3 separate regions of the Mus musculus genome follow, and regions 1 and 2 are each linked to region 3. The links are chromatin contacts, called in public Hi-C and promoter capture Hi-C maps. All regions are on one chromosome and are shown on one strand. The core of a region is the stretch at or near the end of the contact, and the rest is flanking DNA. Distances in the headings are between cores, read along the strand shown.

Region 1 (3,965 bases), core at 1,274-3,773, 3.0 Mb before region 3:
TATATTTTTGAATCTTCTTTCCCCAACACAGATAGAATACTTGGAGCTTTAAGTAGGACTTACTTGTAAACATCATTACCTTTCCTTAAGGTTTCATTCTAAAGAAACTTTTGTTGTTACTATGCTGAGACAAGGGCTTTTCATACAGCACTGATTGTCCTGAAACTATGTGGACTAGGCTGGCCTCAAACTCAGAGATTCCCCTGCTTCTGGCTCCCCACATGCTGGGATTAAAAGCATGCACTCCCATATCCATTCAATGTATTTATTTATTTACTTTTACTATTCAAAGGGAATATAGTTTTGTTTCATTAAAAAAAAAAACAGAAACTTGAATGGAGACCCACTTGATCCATTTTGTTAAGTGTCACACAATAAGAAGTCTAATTTTAGAATAAAATCTAGTTCTGCCATTTGAATGACTTAGATATCACTCATCTGGATCTTTTCATACACATATGGGCATAACTGTATAAGCACAAGATTATTAGGATTATTGAAGACAATACATATCAAGTAAGCTTCACTCAGAGTTTGGTAAGGAACAAGCGTGCCATATATTCAAATACACACATGACAAGCAGCAGTGGCTTCTAATGCCAAGCCAACCTGTGTTCTGGACATTTCATCTTTTTTCTTTCCAGCTTTCTATCCTGTAATAATTAATACTTGGTTCAATGACCTACCCCAGGCAAGTCTAAACGATTTTCAATATCAAAACTGATGTAACTGTATTTGACCCAGCATTCTGAGAAAGAGGGACCAGAAACTAATGAATGCAACATTACAGTGGGATGGATAAGCACCTTATAAGCACCTCAAAAGATAGAGCAAGAGTGTGGCTGACAAGATAGTCTTCCTATCATTCACGAACCACTTCTGTATGCTGAAGGGCTTTTAGAAGGAAGTACCTGAAACAAAACCGATTCCAATCATCTGTTCTTAGACTAAAAACTTAGTTTTCAGACTTGAGTTCAAATAAAACTTTCACTTTTCAACATTTTATGGCAAAAGGGACAAAAAGAGAGTTTAGAAAGCATGAACTATTTCTGGGAATCTTGGAAAGTAAGACATAAATAACCTGTATTTTATTTCACTACTCTTCACAAAACTCCATGGCATTAAAACAATCTTAAAATCCTAGTTTATTTATAAAGGAGCAAGTTCCTATGTTTTAAACTCAAAAAAAAAAAAAAAAAAAAAAAGTCCTATGTACTAAAAACCGGGGGTGGGGGGTGGGGAAACATCAGAAATATTTAAAATTCTAGATCATTTCAATGATTGATTGAAACACTGTATATCCCCGTTGCCCAGTACAGCAGCCACCAGCCACACTTAGTTGTCTGTGCACGTGACATGTTTTAGTGTCGCCACTGATTTTAATTTTAAAGCATTATAATTTTTTTCAAATGTGGCTGGCAGCATACATAGTATGAATACCTCACAAGTCCACTAACTTAAAATCCAACTATCTAAACTCTGGAATCCCACCTCAAAACAGGGGCTCATTAGTAAGACAAGCAAGACCTGTTACCTACTCTCAGAAAATAAACACCTGGTTTGCCTTTATGTATTTGTCCCAACTCAGTACCACAATCAAGTGGCTAACACTGGGTTGAAAGGGAGTCTTGTACGGATAGTAATATATAAGTTTCTACCGTCGTCATACCTGAAGTAGGGGCTGATTGCAGCAAGAACGTTTCTATGACAGGAAAATGTTTTCCCGTGATCCACTTCCACTACAATGTCTGTCAACTGTCCTTCATCGTACATTGTTTTGAGTTGCTTAAGAATACTGCAAGCATGGAAAGGATCCATGGTATCGTTGGCTGTGTCTGAAGATGGAATCCCATTCGGTGTTGGGGAAGACTTACTTAAATCTAGGAGAAAAATCGCACAACCACAAGAAGTTCGAAGCCAGTTTACGGCATCGTGGGTTTTTTTCCCCCCCACCCCGTACACAAACGTCCGTGTGTGGGCACAGGAGCGCCGACACAGGCTCTAGGAGCCGAGAGCTCAACAAGGGCGAACAAGTTCCCAGGCCGGCGCGCTCCTCCGGAGCCCGGCGAGCCCGGACCGCCGCGCTCGCGGAGGGAGCGTGTGAGGCGAGCCAGCCGAGCCGGCAGCGGCGGCGATGCGCGGGGACTCGGCTCCGGGTCGAGCGCGGGACGGAAGGCTCCCGAGGGCAGCGCGATCGAGGGCGACTGCCAGGGCACCCCTCAACCGCCTCGCGGGCGGCCGGTACCCAGACGCCCCATCTTCGCGGGCGCGCCGCCCACCGCCCTCCTCCCCATTCATCCTCGCCTCCGCGCCCGCCGTCTCTCCATCCTTCCCTCCCGCCTTAAGGCCGCCGCTTCAGGTTGTGGCCGGCGCCCGCGCTCCTGCTTCCCTCCTCCGACACTGCGGGCGGCCGCACCACGCCACCCACCTGCCGACGCGGCCATTACTACAGGGGCCCCGGCTCCGGTTATTTAAAGAGGAAATGTCATTGCGTTTCGCTCGCTCCCGGGTTCCGGCTCTGCTAAGCGTTGCCTAGCCAATGAGGGTGGCTGACCGAGTCGGCTCCTCCCCGAGCCTCAAAATACCTGGCTCTGATTGGTCAGTGCGCGATTACCAGCGCGTCGGGAAATGTAGTTTTAAGGCCCCCGTTCCCGCGTGCTCCTAGTCGGACAGAGGCCCAAGCCGAGCATTTCTATTGGCTAGCTGGGCGGAGGAGCGCCCCGAGCCCGCCAGCCTGTGCCTTGAGATGCACAGCGCCCGCTGGGAAATGTAGTCATCTGGCTGAGGCGAACTGTCACTCTGAGGAGTGAGGTAGGAAAAGCTCTTATTGAGCAAATTTCCCCGGCAAGGGCCTCTCTCCTAGTCTCGACTCCACTTTAAAAATAATTGTCTTCATACCCCAAATTCCCTATCCGTGACTAGATTCTGGTATGAAAACGCGCTCTGCACGAGGGCTATGAAACTCCGAAAAGTTGGAAATGGTCAGGAGGGCTGTTATCCAAAAATACAAAGGATATAAGACAACCCCCCCCCCCCCAACACACACACACACACCATCGATAGGTCTCTGATGAGTCACCTGTAACGCCCACTTGAAATTGCATCCCCTTAGCCACATGCCCCGCTTTTCACAGATCAACTGGGTCTGGTTACATGGCCACTCAGGACCTGAATCCACTTGGCTTGCATTTCTAGCACACCAGGAAACACCTGTCACACCGAAGAGCGCTCGAGTACTCAAGGGAGACTCGGATAATTGATTTCCCCTGGGCTTCTTGAACGTGAAGAGGGCCTCCGGCTTTCCTGTGAAGAGATGCTGGAGAGAGGCTGAGCCTGGCGCTCCTCTGGACCGTGCTCAACCCTGGCTCTTGCACAAGCTCTTCCAGCCCTTGAACCTCTCTTATAACAGCGAGCACTCGGCATTCAGTCTACTTCATAGTTTTTTGCAAGAAAGCAGGGGTTTTATTGTTGACCTATTTTTTTTTCTTCTCCTATTGTGTGTGTGTGTGTGTGTGTGTGTCTGTCTGTCTGTCTGTCTGTCTGAGTCTCTGTGTGTGTGCATTTGTATCTGTGGTTTGGTGTTTTGTTTTGTTTTGTTTTGTTTGCACGAGTGGATGTACATGTTGGGGGGCGGTGCAGGTGCACGTGGAGGCCGGAGATTGGTGTCAGAAATCCTACAACGCTGCTTTTCTACCTTATACAGTGAAGCATGGTCTCTCAATCGAAACCCAGAGATATTAACTCTCTCTCTCTCTCTCTCTCTCTCTCTCTCTCTCTCTCTCTCTCTCTCTCTCTCTCTCGGCATGGCAAGCACTTTAATCACGGAGCCATCTCCCCAGCCACCTTGTTATCTATTCTGATTTCCTCATCCTGTTTCTGGCATCTAACAGGATGCTCTGACAAGTTGTAGAAACTTAAAAGATGAATGGAAAGCGAAGTGAACAAATACTTGCAGATACCCCTTT
Region 2 (4,310 bases), core at 651-3,150, 3.2 Mb after region 3:
GGCTATGTCTCAGAAGAACAGTAACAGTATGTCACTCTGCACTTGACCCTCTGGAATTCGGGGCTCCATGTGTGATGTCTGGGAGATTTTTACGGCATTTGCTGAGTGATGGAGGTCATCGAATGCCTCTTTCCCTCTGGCAGCAGAGGCAGTTGCTCCTCCATCACTGTGGCCTCTGCATACAGGACAGTGTGGCATCCAGGAAGTCACATGAATGGGGATCGGTCAGGTAGTGTTCCTGGCTTGCACCAGTGCAGGGTATGGACAGCTGTGCCCATCTTGGGAACCTAAAGCATGTTTGGGACACTGGGACCCTCCCTATGTCAATCTCACTCGCTGTTCTGATCTTTCAAAATTACAAACCACACCTCTTTCTATCCCATTACAGTAAAGGGATTACCCACCTGCAGGGTCCTTCCAGGCCTGTGGTGACTCTACCCCTCTCCGTTGTCACCAGGTCTAGCAAGGCCCAGGCTACTTGGACTCTTCACAGAATGTGGCTCTGGTTTATCTTGTCCATGACACCCTGCTAGTAAGGATGGGTAAGCATGGAATGGCAGACCAGTAATGAGAGATTCTATAAAGGAGGAAGATAAGTTGTTTTTTGTTTTTTTTTTTTTTAAGAATTGGGTGCTTGTCATATCATTGGAACTTGTAGGGGCCTAGGGGCTTATGGTGGACACAGTCAGCTTTTCAAAGAACATATCCTATTATGGTGGCATAATATGCTTTCTATTTTTTATTTATTTATTTTTGAGTCTCTGGCATATAGATGCAGTACCTTCCTGCATCGATAGCAGCTCTGGGTACCACAGTGGCATCCAGCAGACAAGAGGGTGTGGATTCCTGTCTCAGAGGTCATACTAGCCCATCTCCCTAAGATACCCTTTAGCACCTTGGGGTATCTCTTGTACTATAAAGCCTGCAGATCCCCCTTTCTGAGCGTCCTTCCTGATTTCCTCTCTGCCCTACACTAGGTTCTGTGTGGGATTATTGATGCTGTGCATACAGCAGAAGTCACATCCTGCCCAGTAGCTGAGAACCAGATGCCTAAGACTGTAGGAACAGTAGCAGGCCTCTCACTGGAAGCACTCAGCCTGTCTCTGCCCACCTCGTCAGGTGGTAGCTACTGATTCATCCTACACCTCGATTTAACAGATCCCTCAGGTGACCTCATGTCAGGACAGAGCTCCAACTCCTAGACAGACTGCTAATCTGCAGTCTGAACTCTCCCACCTTTCCTGGGCATTACAAGCTTTGAACCAAGGGAGTGGTAATCCCTATATACTCCCAGCCTTCGCTGTACTGCATCACGCACCAGGCCCTTTTCACCTGGAACATCCTCCCCATACCTTTGCCAACTGCAGCCAAGTACAATTGATTCCCACTTTGATAAAAGCCCACAGCAGCCTGGGTGCTTGAAGGATTGAACCTCAGTGCTTTGGGAGAGGTTGATGCCAAATCAGGAAGAAATCAGAAAACAAGCTGGGCAGTGGTGGCCCACGCCCTTAATCCCAGCACTTGGGAGGCTGAGGCAGGCAGATTTCTGAGTTCGAGGCCAGCCTGGTCTACAGAGTGAGTTCCAGGACAGCTAGGGCTACACAGAGAAACCCCAGCCTCGAAAAACCAAAAAAAAAAAAAAAAAAGAAATCAGGAAACAGTCTCAGTTGCAACAAGTGGCCATACCGACACTTAGATACCTAGGTCACACTCTAGAAGGCCGGATTGGTCCTCAGAGCCACTAGTGACCCAAAGTCCCGCTTCCTTGCCTTAGCGTGGTAAACGCTGAAGGGTTAAGCCTAGGTGTGCAGGAGGCGAGGGCTCAGCCTTTTGAAAGCTGTGGGCGGGGAGCGGGGCGGGGCTTTCTGGTGTGGGCGTGCCCAAACATTCTAGCCCTCCTTCCGCTCTAGATTGACGAGGACGTAGTGACGTCTGAGTCCTCCCGGCGCTTCCCGGGCATGGGCGGGTCACGTGGTCTAGTTTTCGCGCGAAAACCGGTGGCAGCTGGTGCGGTGGAGCTAGCGCAGACATGGCGGTGAGGAATGGGCTGATCCCGGGCGGGCGGTATTCAGCGATCTCGGCTAGCTTGGCCGGTATCTTCCTCTAGTGGCAGGCTTGAGTGCGGGGCTACCTGCACCAGTCTGGGACGGGTCGTCTCTGCTCTCCTCATGTGTCTCTAGGCCCCGGGTTTACACGCACTTATGGTGGTGAGGCTGCAGGAAATGGAACCCAGAGCCCCGCGCATGTAGGGAAAGCCGGCTACCACGTAGCTGCGTGCATCCCTTCTCTCTTGAGAGTCTCATAGCTGGGCCGGGGAGGCGTATGCCTTTAATCCCAGCACTAGGGGGTTACAGGCAAGCGGGTCTTTGAGTTTTACAGAGTGAGTTCCAGGGCAGCCAAACTGCACAGAGAAACCCTTCCTCAAAAAGAAAGAAAGTAGAAAGGGTCCCACTAAGTAACCCAGGCTGGGGTTGAACTCGCTCTGTAGTGCGGGTTAGCCTTGAACTTGGCGATCATCAGGCTTCAGCCTCTAGGTATTTTGGATTTCATGCCTGTGACATCAGGCCCGGCTTTCCTACTCTGTTTTGTTTTTTTTTTTTTTTTTTTTTTTGGTTTTTTGGTTTTTTGGTTTTTTGGTTTTTTTTTTTTTTTTGGTTTTTTCGAGACAGGGTTTCTCTGTATAGCCCTGGCTATCCTGGAACTCACTTTGTAGACCAGGCTGGCCTCGAACTCGGAAATCTACCTGCCTCTGCCTCCCAAGTGCTGGGATTAAAGGCGTGCACCACCACTGCCTGGCTCGGCTTCCCTACTCTTACTGTTAGCGTTTTCATTAAAGGTTAAAGATCTGTTCTTTCCACCATTCACTTCTAGAATAGTGTTCCTTGATGCCTCTTTTATCTTCACCTCTTGTTTCAGCACCCAGCATATTGTGGGGTTTGGGCTAAGTGGGGTGTGAAAATAGATTATAAACAGGTTTTTAAAAAAAACTACATAGCCCCCGAGGTTTTTCATAAGACAGACATGGACAGATCTGAGGGACTAATATGTCCCTGAGAACAATGCCTAGTGTACAGGAGACAGACTGTGGGAAGGCCCCATGGTAACCAGGAGGCTGTCAGCCTGTGTCCCTCCAGTGTCTGATGGCAGACTTTTTCTCCTACAGGAGTCTTCTGAGTCTCTCTCAGCATCTAGCCCTGCCCGTCAGCGGCGCCGGATCAGTGATCCCCTCACCTCCAGCCCAGGCCGCAGCTCCAGACGTGCTGACGCCCTGACCTCCAGCCCTGGCAGAGACCTCCCCCCATTTGAAGATGAGTCTGAGGGGCTGCTGGGCACAGAGGGGCCCATGGAGGAAGAAGAGGATGGAGAGGAACTCATTGGTGATGGCATGGAGAGGTAGGCTGTGGTTAGGTGGCTTAGCAGAAGGACCCCCCCCCCCCCCCCCCCCCGTGTCTGGTGGCCTGGCCTTGGGGACCCATGAGTGTATGAGCCAACCTGGTGACTTTGCCTTTGTATATGGCTTGGTTGGGATGTGGAGGTTCATCACCCACTGGGAAGATGCATTTAGCTCACTGTATACACCTCAGACTAGACCCTAAAGCCCAGGCAAGCCCCCGCTTAGGAGAAGGGGACCCATAGAGTCTGATCTGAAGAGCCCTGAAGGGTGGCACCAACTCGGAAAGATGGTTCAGTCAGCAAACTTGCACCCAGCCTGCATCAGGCTCTGGGTCACAAGTGTTCAGAGTTGTAAGCAGACATACAGAAGGTGACTGAGGCCGTCAGGAAACTGAGCTTTGCCAGGAGGTAGGGAGATCTCCCTTACCGACACCAGTTATGTGGCCACTTAGGAGGCTTTTGGCACCTTGCTTTTGTACCTTTCCGTAGGGGATATCTGAGGGGTATGAGCCATCACTGGGCTGTCTGCACCATCTGGTTCTTTTCTTTACACACTGCCAGGCTAGGTGTGAAGAGACTGGGTCTGCAGTGAGTGTCCATGGACTGATGGAGTTGATCATCCTGGGCTCAGCAGCAAGGGCTTTCCTGCAGAGTTGCTGGGGGGGCCGCGGGGGGGGGTAGGGGGGCTCCAGGGCCACCTCCTCTTCTTTAAAGTGAGAGACACTTTAGAGATGTCTGAGGACTATCTGACTCAGGGTTTGTATGGAAAGAAACGAAGTTTTATATTATAAGCCTTCAGTGCAAAGACGGTGTGTGCAAGCTTTCTGCAAGCCATTCTCTTCTGCCTGTTGATCCCAGTTTTAATCAAATTACCAGAACTGGAGTCTTGGTGTTCATCCTTTTGTGCCAACATTTTA
Region 3 (4,164 bases), core at 1,372-3,871:
CTGAGAGTTCCAGGCTACCCAGGGCTACATAATAAGACCCTGTCTCCAAAAAAGGAAATCAGCTTTTCATAGTCAGCAATAAAGGAAGACAAACTAAAATGTAGGGAATATATATCAGGTGGCTAGGCTGGTTTTGATGAGCTTCAAGGGCCATTTCCTATTCTGTTTTTCAAGACAGGGTTGCAAGCCTGGAACTCATTATGTGGCCCAGATTGGCTTCAGTCCCCTTGAGATGCTAAGCTCCCTTCACAGATGATCCCTTTTGGTGTCCACTCTGATACTTCAAACCTTTGGAGCAAATGGCACACAGGAGAACTCAAAGACATACTCAAATGTGAACCTCAAGCAAGATACAGGCTATCTCACCAGTCTCACCTCTCTTGTCTGCAGTTACTGCAGCAAATCCTCACCCACTCTCTTCCATCCTTGTGTTGGCTCCCTCTTCCCCAGCTTACAAATGTATAACCTCAAAAAGACTGCTTAATCAAGATTCTGGGACCAAGTTTTTCTGACTCCATGACCCAAGATCCTTCTATCATACCAGGTCGCTTGGTATTAAAAACTTCTCCACCTAGGCATGGTAGCACAGACCAGCCTAAAGTCTCAGCTGCTCAGAGGCTAACACAGGAAATCACTAGAGGCCAGGGTTAAAAGGCCAACCTAGACAACTTCTCAAACAAAACAACAGAACTAAACAAAAAAACCCTCAAAAAGTCCTAGAATTCCTCTTATAAAGGGAAGAGACTGTTGACACAGACCTTACTCCCAATCCCAACACAGAATTCTCATTATGTAGCCCTGGCTGGCCTAGAACTCTTGTGTGTGATAAAGTCTTGTGCCAACCACCATACTTGGATGGTCTCTTAAAAGTTTGATTGACTACAGACTGACAAGGATTTCGATACAAAATAACTGGAGAAAACTGCAGCTTCAGATTGATAGCTGTGTCTCCAATTAGAACGCCCTTTTGTGGTTGAACAGCCTTGAACCTGTGATTAGGCTATTCTTGCTGTTATCAGAAACTAAAGGTATCAGGGCACTTTCTCACCCATGTGCCTGAAAGAAGGGTCTGCATCCTTAAAAGATCTGATATCATTACAATATCAACTGTATTGTGATTTTAAAATTTCCAGCTTTTGGAAAGAGAAAACCCAAAAGGAAGAGCCATCATGCTTTGGGAGTGGGAAAGGGGGTTGTCACTTTATTTCATGAAGATTCTATCACCTCATAAATATTCAGGAAAACTTTAAAATCCACAGTGTAGAACTCACTGGGCTGCAAGTCACTTTGGGACAGCTTATTCCAATCTCTTTTTGGAAATGTTTGCTTGGCTTAACTTACACTGTCTCTTGAGATATCCAAAGAAAGAATTAAAACTGAGACTGCTCATATTATTAAAAAGGTATTGTTTGATTTCAAATATTTTATTTTGGATACCGGATCTTATAGCCCAGGCTGGCCTAAAACTCTATGTAGCCAAGAATGACACTGAAACTTCTGATCTGCCTCCACCGCCCCAGTAACTGGGATTACAGATATGCAGCACTACATAAGTTTATGCAGTGCTAAGGATGAAACTTGATTTCCTACATGCTAGCCAGCCCTTCCTACTATGTTATATGCACAAATATTTTAGTCATCAGACTTTCCAATGGAAGCTAACATTATATTTTGTAAAGTTTGTTTTCCACTTTGATAAATGAGATTTTCAGTAGCTTCATAGCATCAATCAATTTTATCTCTGGGAAAGATAAATATGTTAAAAGAATGCCTACTGAAGTCCAATTCAAATTCCCTGCTTAGTATAATGGACATTTTATTGCTGGGCATGCTATCCCAACTGTCAAGTTCGGGTAAAAATGCACCAATTAAATATGCAGCACTTAGCTATCAATAGTATCAGCAACAATTTACTCAACAAAAAGTGTGGGAAAATCTTCCCTTCCCATCTTCAAGCTTGCTATCCAGAACCCAGCTCTTTTCCTGAAATCTATTCAAACATTCAGTGAAGCCTGACTTCCTCACCATCCAATTAAATTAATGCCCTCACGATTCCTTCAGCACATCATCCAGTTTCTTCCATTCTCTGACCATTCTCTGAGCCTTTGTATCCCCTCGGCATCCAAAATTCTGGGGGGAGAATGGCTCCTTGCCCAGGTCAGTTGAATCTCTGGAAGTAGTGTCCTAGTGTCTAAAGCTACGCACAACTGTGTTTAATGAAAGTAGGAAAGAGAATCACCTCACAAGTTTTCCACTCCAGTTGGTTCCTTATATATTTCCACATCACCATTTTGGGACTAGGGATGTTACTCAATGGCAGGGCCGTCCCCAGCACCACAATAAGACGAAAAAACTAACACCACCATTTGCAAATTACTTTTGAGGCTGGCAGAGTAGCTTGGACTCCATTTTCAGAGAACAGTCCCTCAAACAATGCTGAGGAGAGAGGCGAGGCTTGGCAAGAACGTCTGGTGTCCCAATTTCATGGACTGAAATTGAGCCCGCCAGAGGGGCTCCGTCCAGAGTCGTGAGGAAAGCGCGAACCCCGGAGAGCCTCCAAGTGCCGACGAACTCTTCCCTTCTGGCCGCGCCATGGGTTCAAAAAGCATCACCAGCTTCCCAGCCCGAGACCCACCAAGTTCCTCAGAGGCTGGCCCGCCCGGCCTCACACCCCGCACTAGCGGCCCCCGGGACCTCCCTCTCCCACCTGGACCAACCAGCACAGCCCCGGGGGCGGTGCCGCAGGCCGTGGCCCTCCTATAAGGGGGAACGATTGGCCAGCCCGGCCGTCACTCAGGAGGTCGTGCCCTGCCCACGCCTCCCTCCCTCCCCTTCCACCCTCCTAGTCCGGAAAAACGGCGGTTGGGCCAGGGTGGCAGCCAACGGCAGGCGGGGAGTGCTGGGGTGAGGAGCGGGGAACACAGGAAGAAGCGGGCAGGCCGGGCGCGCGCCGAGGGGAGCCTGGCCGGCGCCGCGGGGACAAGATGGCGGCGCTGGCGGAGGGCCAGGCGTGAGGCGGGGCCGCGGACAGTCCCCCTCTCCGCCCCCGCGGCGCGCGGCCGGCCCGGTCAGGACAGCGGCTCGCCGGGCTCGGCCGCGGGAGGGGAGGGGAGTGGAAGAGAGGGGAGGGAAGGGTGCGGCCCGGCCCACTATGCAAAGCGCCCGCTGCTGCCGCCGCCACCGCCCCGTGGCAAAGGTAAAAGGCCGCGTTCAGCCTCCGCGGCCTCCATGGCGGCGCAGGCCTGCCCTCCTCCGCCGTGCCGCGCTGCGCCGCGCCGCGCCGCGGCTTGGCCCGGCGGGCTTGCTCTTACCTCAGGGTCGGGCGCCACCACAACCGCGGAGCAGATCCCGTGTCTGCGGCCGGCGCCCCCGGCTAGGAGGGCAGGGCGCGGGCCGGGCAGGCGCCGGAGGGCAGGAGCCCGGGGGCTCGGGCGGCCGGGACGCCGCGGCGGGCCGGTGCGGAGCGGGGCGGCGGGCTGGGCCCTGGCACCGCCGGGGTCGCGGAGGGACCGCGCTTTGTTATTGTTTTTGTCAGTGAAAGGTCAGAGTTCGTGACCCCGGTGCCGCTGCCGCCGCCGCCCGCGCGCTGGGAGGAGGAGGGCGAATGTTCCTCTTCCTCTTCCCGGCGCCAGCCTCACCGCGGCGGCGGGGGGCGGGCGAGCACGCGATTGGCTGAGCGCGCGCGCGCACCGGAACGCCGCCGCTGCCGCTGCGGCCGCCGCCGGAGCTGAGGCCCGCAGGCCTGGGCCGGGCAGGTGCGGCCGATCCCGTAGGCACCGCTTGCAGGCTGGAGAAGCGGGCCCTTGCCTGGCGCCGCGCCGAGATGTTGCAAGCGAGCGGTGTCCTGGGAGTGCACTGAGCTCCCGGTACCTTCCTTGGGATGGATGGTAGCTTTCTGTTTTAAAGCTCCGAGGATGTGCATGCCTCTGGCCGGACCAGGCAAGTGTGCAGATGCCCCAGGCCCATTTTTAAAACAGGTGCTTAGCCTTGGAGCCCAGACTTGTGCAGTCCCGTGCCCCTCTCCTTCGCGATTTGAGAAAAGCAGCTTTGGCACGCACTGATTGCATTCTGAAAAGCCTCCGGGTTATACTTCTTCATTGGGCTTGGGAAGGTGCCGCCGTTTCCCTCTGAGTGTCTGCCTGCAATGTTCACCCACTCCCCTTG

The links. Promoter capture Hi-C pulls out the DNA fragments that hold promoters and counts their contacts. A called contact is a pair of places that touch in the nucleus more often than the background predicts.
Region 1: a contact with region 3 is called in a promoter capture Hi-C map of pre-B cells. The contact joins the promoter of Kbtbd8 here to the promoter of Nr2c2 in region 3. A contact is called at or near these places in 1 of 39 promoter capture datasets (pre-B cells) and 3 of 484 Hi-C or Micro-C datasets (CD4 T cells, muscle stem cells and regulatory T cells).
Region 2: a contact with region 3 is called in a Hi-C map of CD8 T cells, with 4 times the contacts expected there. The contact joins the promoter of Mcm2 here to the promoter of Nr2c2 in region 3. A contact is called at or near these places in 1 of 39 promoter capture datasets (pre-B cells) and 2 of 484 Hi-C or Micro-C datasets (CD8 T cells and regulatory T cells).

Annotation. Positions count from the first base shown.
Region 1 is chr6:95,116,438-95,120,402 of GRCm38.p6, reverse strand. Kbtbd8 (kelch repeat and BTB (POZ) domain containing 8) reads right to left here and starts at 2,523. Exons shown (of 4, transcript NM_001008785.5): 1 at 2,429-2,523; 2 at 1,670-1,880. The coding sequence starts at 2,444. Kbtbd8os (kelch repeat and BTB (POZ) domain containing 8, opposite strand) reads left to right here and starts at 2,772. Exons shown (of 2, transcript NR_153843.1): 1 at 2,772-2,811.
Region 2 is chr6:88,896,370-88,900,679 of GRCm38.p6, reverse strand. Mcm2 (minichromosome maintenance complex component 2) reads left to right here and starts at 1,900. Exons shown (of 16, transcript NM_008564.2): 1 at 1,900-2,035; 2 at 3,164-3,393. The coding sequence starts at 2,030.
Region 3 is chr6:92,090,890-92,095,053 of GRCm38.p6, reverse strand. Nr2c2 (nuclear receptor subfamily 2, group C, member 2) reads right to left here and starts at 2,621. Exons shown (of 15, transcript NM_001347342.1): 1 at 2,240-2,621.